Linked DNA regions of Mus musculus: region 2 is linked to region 1. Evidence: chromatin contacts called from public HiChIP or PLAC-seq data. All regions are on one chromosome and are shown on one strand. Each heading gives the region's core, a stretch centred on a gene start, on an enhancer-like site or on the middle of the called end of the contact. The rest is flanking DNA. Distances are from core to core; before and after follow the strand shown. Region 1 has its middle 39 kb from the start of Thumpd2. Region 2 overlaps Slc8a1 (solute carrier family 8 (sodium/calcium exchanger), member 1).

The links. HiChIP or PLAC-seq counts read pairs in DNA pulled down with a chosen protein or histone mark.
Region 2: an H3K27ac HiChIP or PLAC-seq map of microglia shows a contact between it and region 1, with 5 times the contacts expected there. The contact joins two enhancer-like sites. A contact is called at or near these places in 1 of 115 datasets of contacts at active chromatin or transcription factors (microglia) and 1 of 9 other capture datasets (embryonic stem cells).

The regions. Positions count from the first base shown.
Region 1 is chr17:81,102,861-81,106,194 of GRCm38.p6, forward strand. No RefSeq gene overlaps it. Among named protein-coding and RNA genes, the nearest start is that of Thumpd2, 39 kb to the left of the region's middle. Within about 2 kb of position 1,566, at least 37 of the 459 cell types and tissues checked have an H3K27ac peak or open chromatin away from gene starts, as enhancers often do. A contact at or near this core is called in microglia, where this site is marked.
Region 2 is chr17:81,663,534-81,666,867 of GRCm38.p6, forward strand. All of the region lies in intron 1 of Slc8a1 (solute carrier family 8 (sodium/calcium exchanger), member 1), which reads right to left. Among named protein-coding and RNA genes, the nearest start is that of Slc8a1, 73 kb to the right of the region's middle. Within about 2 kb of position 1,583, at least 13 of the 459 cell types and tissues checked have an H3K27ac peak or open chromatin away from gene starts, as enhancers often do. A contact at or near this core is called in microglia, where this site is marked.

The DNA of each region.
Region 1 (3,334 bases), core at 316-2,815:
TGTTAAACCATCTATCTCTCTCGAATACTCTTTTAGGAGTAGAACTGGTGGGTCACCTAGAAGTGAGCATCTAGATTATACCTAAGTGACTGAAGACAGGCTCCCATGTTCGCTGATGTTACGAGAGAAACAAGCAGGGAGAGAGGAGGAGAGAGAAGTGCACGCGGATGCAATTTTATCTTCCTGCTTCTGCAAGTGGGCAGTCTCGCTGGAAAAGTATTTTAAGCTTCTGAGAGGAGGATGCTGCTATTTTCACCACTGCTAGTAAGATATCAGGGCTCAAAGTGGGTTTTTAAAGATTGAACTGAATAGGGACTATTTCAGTAACCTCGAACTTCCTCTTGTCAATCACATCTTACTAGCTTGCCACCAAGATCCTCTAATCACCACGAGTGTTCTCAGAGCTGTTTCTGGATTGATGTGCATGCACCGAGGTCATTGTCTTTGATGGCTGCATCACCAGCAGACATTGCAGGAGTAGATCTGTTCGTAAACTCTTCAATCATTTCTCCCTGGGTGTGTCTGAGATAGAAATGGATTTGGGAAAACTCAATGGATTGACAGAAGTGAGAAATGCCTTACCCAGAGAGGGGAAGGAGGCACACTGGGAACTAGGCAGTACACACACTGGAAAACAGGCAGGAAGTGCTGGGAAGCAGGCAGGGAGCACACCAAAGCAGGAGGAATGGTTTTCTCTTGAGGCAAGAAAGAGACAAATAAGTTAGAGAAGAAGGCCAAAGTAAGATGAGACTCCTGCCAGATAACTTGTAATTTGTGCAAGTGGTAGTTCATTATTTAAGGATCACATAAGAAAGCACAGATATATTCTGTCTCTGAACTTGCTTGGTCTCTAGTTGCTTTAGTTGATTAACCTTTCTTTCATGTACCTAAAGGCACTGGCAGGAGACTACTGAAGCTTTCCAGTTATAGCCAGATAGCATAGGTTTGGCTTAGAAATACCTTTTATTTTATTTTCAAGTTAAAAATAAGAAAAAAGAAAAAAAACCCCAGCCAAGCTGCTGGGATATAGTTCACTGTAGAGGGATCTATCTATCTATCTATCTATCTATCTATCTATCTATCTATCTATCTATCTATCTTTCTATTTATATTTATTTTATTTTGTTGCTGTGTGCCAGGCCTTGGGTTCAACTTCTAGCACTGACAAGACAAGGTTAAATATGTATAAATAGGAATAAAAGCATTCTTATCAGGATCAGGATAAGGAGGGAAGAAATGTGAAGATGCCAGGCAAACAGCATAAACATTAGATGCCAGGCTATCTAATGTTCAAGGGAGGACTGCAGTTGATATTAGCAGATGACTTGGTTCAGGAATTTTGCTAACCATAGAGATTAAAGCTGCAATTATCTCAGGTAGGATGTATGAGAAAGCCTTTCTGTTTGCCATCTTTCTATCACTAGAAAGCATTTCCCAACATAATGTCTTACACAGAGAAAATGTTTACTGTGTCTCAGTTTCCTCTGTTGCTGTGGCATGTGGTGACATCATGGTGGGCAAGTGAGTGGAACACAGCCAAGGTATTGTGTGGCTCACAGCTGAGAAGTGAAAGAAAAAGAGGAAGGAGTTAGGCTCCTCCTGTTCTCCTTAAAGTTAGGTCTGCAGTTACCCCAGGAGCTCATGCAAGAATCCACCACTTCCTGATGATGCTACTGCGGGGACCAAGTCTACAGCACACAGACATTTGGGGACTGCTTACGATCTGTCTGTAGCTGTATGATGAAAGTGTCTAGCTGTTCCCAAAGACTAACCATTTAGTAAATAAACAAACCAATAAGGTGCACAGCACCATGCTATGTGTCTTAAATATTTATAGTAAAATTTATTTTAAAAAGAAATTAAGCTTTCATGGAAATGATGAATTTAAGCTTATAATGCAAAAGTACTTCAAACTAGAGAAAAAATAAGTATAGTTCAATAGAATTACTAGAGGGCAACATCATCTTTCTGTGGCTTTTATTATCTATCTATCTATCTATCTATCTATCTATCTATCTATGCACACACATATAAAATATACTATATATATACATACACACACATATATATACATACATATACATACATACACACACATATATATATATATATATATATATATGTATATATATATATATATATATATATATGTATATATATATATATATATAATTTTTTTGAGTCAAGGTTTCTCTGTGTTTTTCTAGCTGTCCTGGAACTCACTCTGTAGACCAGGTTGGCCTTGAACTCAGAGATTCACCTGCCTCTGCCTCCTGAGTGCTGGGATTAAAGTCATGCATCACCACACCTGGGTATCTTATTATATTTTTAAGATTTAATTTTTCATGTGTGTATGAGGTAGCTAGCTAGCTAGCTAGCTAGTGCACTTGAGCTTGTGTATATAATACGCAGTTACCCCTAGATACTGGAAGAGGGCATTGGATTCATGAACCTTTAGTTATAGGCATTTGTGGGCCATCTGAAAAGGGTGCTGGGAATCGAACTTCGATCTTCTATAGCACAGCAAATGCTCTTAATCATCCAGCCATCCTTGCAACCCCCTCAAGTGACCATCCCGGGAAAAGATCCTCCTTGCCCTCTCAGCTTTAGTCAGGAGTTCTATCTGCACTCATCATGTTGTCTTCACAGAGATGATTTACATATCACCAGGATGGTAACTGTTTATCTCCTAACACAAGAAGAAACTCTGCACGAGGAGTTACTTGGTCTATAATCTGCCTTTGCCCACTGGTAATGCACAGCAGAATTTTGACAGCTCTGAGAAGTTCTGAGGTAGGAAAGGTTACTTAGCTCCATCTCACAACTTCCCAAACTGATAAGCAAAGAAGCTACTTAGACATCACCTTGCTTGATGACATTTTATTTATTTATTTATTTATTTATTTATTTATTTTAATCATCATGGACAAAGGCAAACTGCAGCTTCCATTCTCGCCCTACTTAAAGTGGGTTGACTCATTACATCATTTCTATTCCGTACCATGGCTATCTATATATTGACTATTTGGAGACTGAAGTTTTAGTTAGGTTTTCAGTGTATTTATTGCCAGTTTAGAAGTGGTATGAAAGCCCATATTTCAAGCCCAGTGTTATTACTGGACAAGGGTTTTGGAAGCCTTGGGTAGGGGCATGTATGTACTTGGCATCTGAGAGGGAAATTAGTTATTGGAATAAGAGTGAAGACCATAATACATTTAATTATTATTTCAGTTTTATTCTATCCATGGCTTCTATCATATGATTTGCATATTCCTTTCCTTAGTCTTTTTTTTTTCCATTTTTTATTAGGTATTTAGCTCATTTACATTTCCAA
Region 2 (3,334 bases), core at 333-2,832, 560 kb after region 1:
GCAGAATAAGCAGCCTGATGACCGAAACCTGCTATGAGGCTTGGATACTCTATACTAAGGAATGAACACAACCAGAAAGAGGCCCTAAGTCCTGTGTGTTAGTGAGGTGTGCAGAGGAGAATGCATGAGAGCCATCAATGATAAATAAACTACCTAAAGTGTACCAAGGGATGCCCAGTGTAGCATCATACCTAAAATCCCAGGAATCTGGAGGCACAGGTAGGAGACTTCAAGGGGTATGGAGTCCCTTGGGCTCCATGGTGAGAATTTATCTCTAAAACCAAGTAAAAAGTAAACCAAGAAGTGCATTGACTAGTGGCCTACCCTTTCTCCTTGCCTCTGACCATTGCAGTGACTTCATGATGAATCTTACCTTCCAGTGTAAAATGCATTTGGGAAATGCCGAAAGCTACTATTGATCCCAACTCTATAGTGTACATACACAGTCCTGAATGAGTGCAGGGCAGATCAAGTGCTATGGAGACATTCATGACATTGTTCTATGGCTGTCCTTGCCATAAAATGCTTAGAACATGTTTTACTTGGTCAAAATGACTCAGCTTATTGGTTTTCTAAACCCCTTTACCTCTTTGTGATGACCCCCAAATCCCCTTTCCTCTCCTCGACGAGGTCAGAGGCCAAGCTTCTCCTTCCTCTGCAGTCCAGATCCTATCTTACTCAGCCATGGTATTTCATCTATGAGATCATGGCAAGAAGAACTAAATCCAGAACATGGCTTTTGTAGTCTTTTATTGACCCACAGCTAAGTCATTCAACTGCACAATAGTCTTCACCTTTAAATGCATTTTTATGCTTCTTTGCTGGACACTTAGAAGCATCAAATAGGTATATGTATGTATATATATGTATATATATGCATATGTGTGTGCATGTGTGCATATATATACATATACATATGCATGCACACAAACATACACACACACACACACACACACACACACACACACATACACACATATATACCAGCTTGTCTAGATAATGACATGACAAGTGTTCAACAAATGTGAAATGGCTTGCCTTTCCATGTGTCTTTTACACAACCTGAGTGCTCAGTAGACACCATGGTTGGATTAGTGGAAGGTGGTGAATCACTCACTGGTTGTCTTGCTGTTTTGACTTGATCTCACATTAGATTCAGCAAAGACATTATTTGTAACTTAGTTTGCAATGGCATGGAATCTACAGAGTGATTATCCCATCTTTTAAGATAGCCTCTGATAGAGACATTAATTTTTTCCAAGATCTCTTGAATGTGCAGGGAACTGTTTATCTGAATTGGCATCGAGCAACTGTTGTCTAGGTGACTGGTGGAAAGGTTACAATACAGCGCCTTCAGGATTTTGAGACTGTCAGTCTGCTCTAGAGAAAATACTTTGCCCATTTCTCAGAAGCCTTACAAAGGCTAACTTCTTAAGAAAAGAACCAAAGGTTGCTTCAGGGTAAAACCTTAGTATAGGAATCCACATTTGCCTGCTTCTGGTTTCTCTCCGGTGACTGACCTCTTATTCAAGAGCTCTGCTCCCAGGCCCTTGGCTCCCTACGCTTCCCTATCAGAACAGTCTCAAGAGGGCATTCAGTGGGCAGAAACACAGTTTTAACTCTTCCACTTCCTCTTTGTCTTGCTGTGTCCCAGGTCCTCGGGACTTTTTGAGAGCTGATTGCATAAAGCTTTTCAAATTCACAAATCGACATATACTAATGGCTTGTGTAGATTCACACATAGTATATGTTCACATATTGACATATACTAATGGCTTGTGTAGATTCACACATAGTATATGTTCACATATTGACATATACTAATGGCTTGTGTAGATTCACACAGTATATGTTCACATATTGACATATACTAATGGCTTGTGTAGATTCACACATAGTATATGTTCACATATTGACATATACTAATGGCTTGTGTAGATTCACACATAGTATATGTTCACATATTGACATATACTAATGGCTTGTGTAGATTCACACAGTATATGTTCACATATTGACATATACTAATGGCTTGTGTAGATTCACACATAGTATATGTTCACATATTGACATATACTAATGGCTTGTGTAGATTCACACATAGTATATGTTCACATATTAACATATACTAATGGTTTGTGTAGATTCACACATAGTACCTCTTTGTTGAGCAATACCTCTGCATTTTGTTAGGGATTTGGTCAGAATTCTTCACTCAGATGAGTGACCTTCATACTAATGGTTTCAGATTCTATGTTGGCCAGTGGATAAAGGCTTTGAACCCATGAATGTTTTACCAGACTCAAACAACTTATTATAGATGATGCACTAGCCCTCAGCCACAAAAAGAGTTTCCATGCTTCACTTGTCAGACAGGACATTCCCTTCCTTCTTTGAAAACTGAGCAGGAAGTAAGGATGCCTGTAATTTGAACCTTCTTGTTGCATTCTGGACTAGAAGCACCAAGGACCCAAAAACCAAAGGACAGGTGTAAATGTGAGGGCGAAGCAATCAGATTCCAAACAGAGTTGCCAGGGAAGAGAGCAGTGTGAGCTCTGTGAAATCAAGGCACTCTCTACTTGTGTTCTAAACTCCTTCCGTGAAAGCATACAGTAAGCACTCACCCTGGAAGTCTCCACATCAGACAGTGGGCTGTCACTACTACTCCATGGTTAGTTTAAAGTTTCAACACGATGCACATGTACACATGAGAAGCTAGAGGCTGCAGGAAAGAGAGAGGAAGAATAGAGAAGGGGAAAGAGAGGGATTGCCAGAGGAAGGAGAAAGAGAGGGAGGAGAGGGAGAGAGAGGGAGAGAGAGAGAGAGAGAGAGAGAGAGAGAGAGAGAGAGAGAGAGAGAGAGAGAGATTGAGAGAGAAATAATCCTACTGCATTTAATGAGGCCCCACTGGACTAGCCCTAAGTTTAAATCAAAATCCCAAAGGCAAAAGCTGAAAGCTCACATTTCCCGAGTCTGGTCTATCCCAACGGGTCGGAAAACACCTGACATCTACTTCCCCTACATCTAAGAGACATCTCCCAGGAGCCAGAACCATTTTGTTCAGAGGGAAAAGTGGGAACAGGTAGTGTTGTAACCCACTGGCCTGGTTAGCCTTAGTTGCTACTGAGAATTAGAGCTGGAGAGGTAGACTGTTAAAGGAACAGTGGGGAATCCAGACAGCATCCTGGAATCTAGAGAAAGTCAGGGAAAATACTTGCCACAAGAGGGAGCAGTAGAATTTGGTCAGATAGGTTCCTGGGTAAATGTTCTCACAGGGGAGAAGGGGTTTGCAGTAGACATTGGATCATGAAGTGTGGATGGCAGTGGATGATGT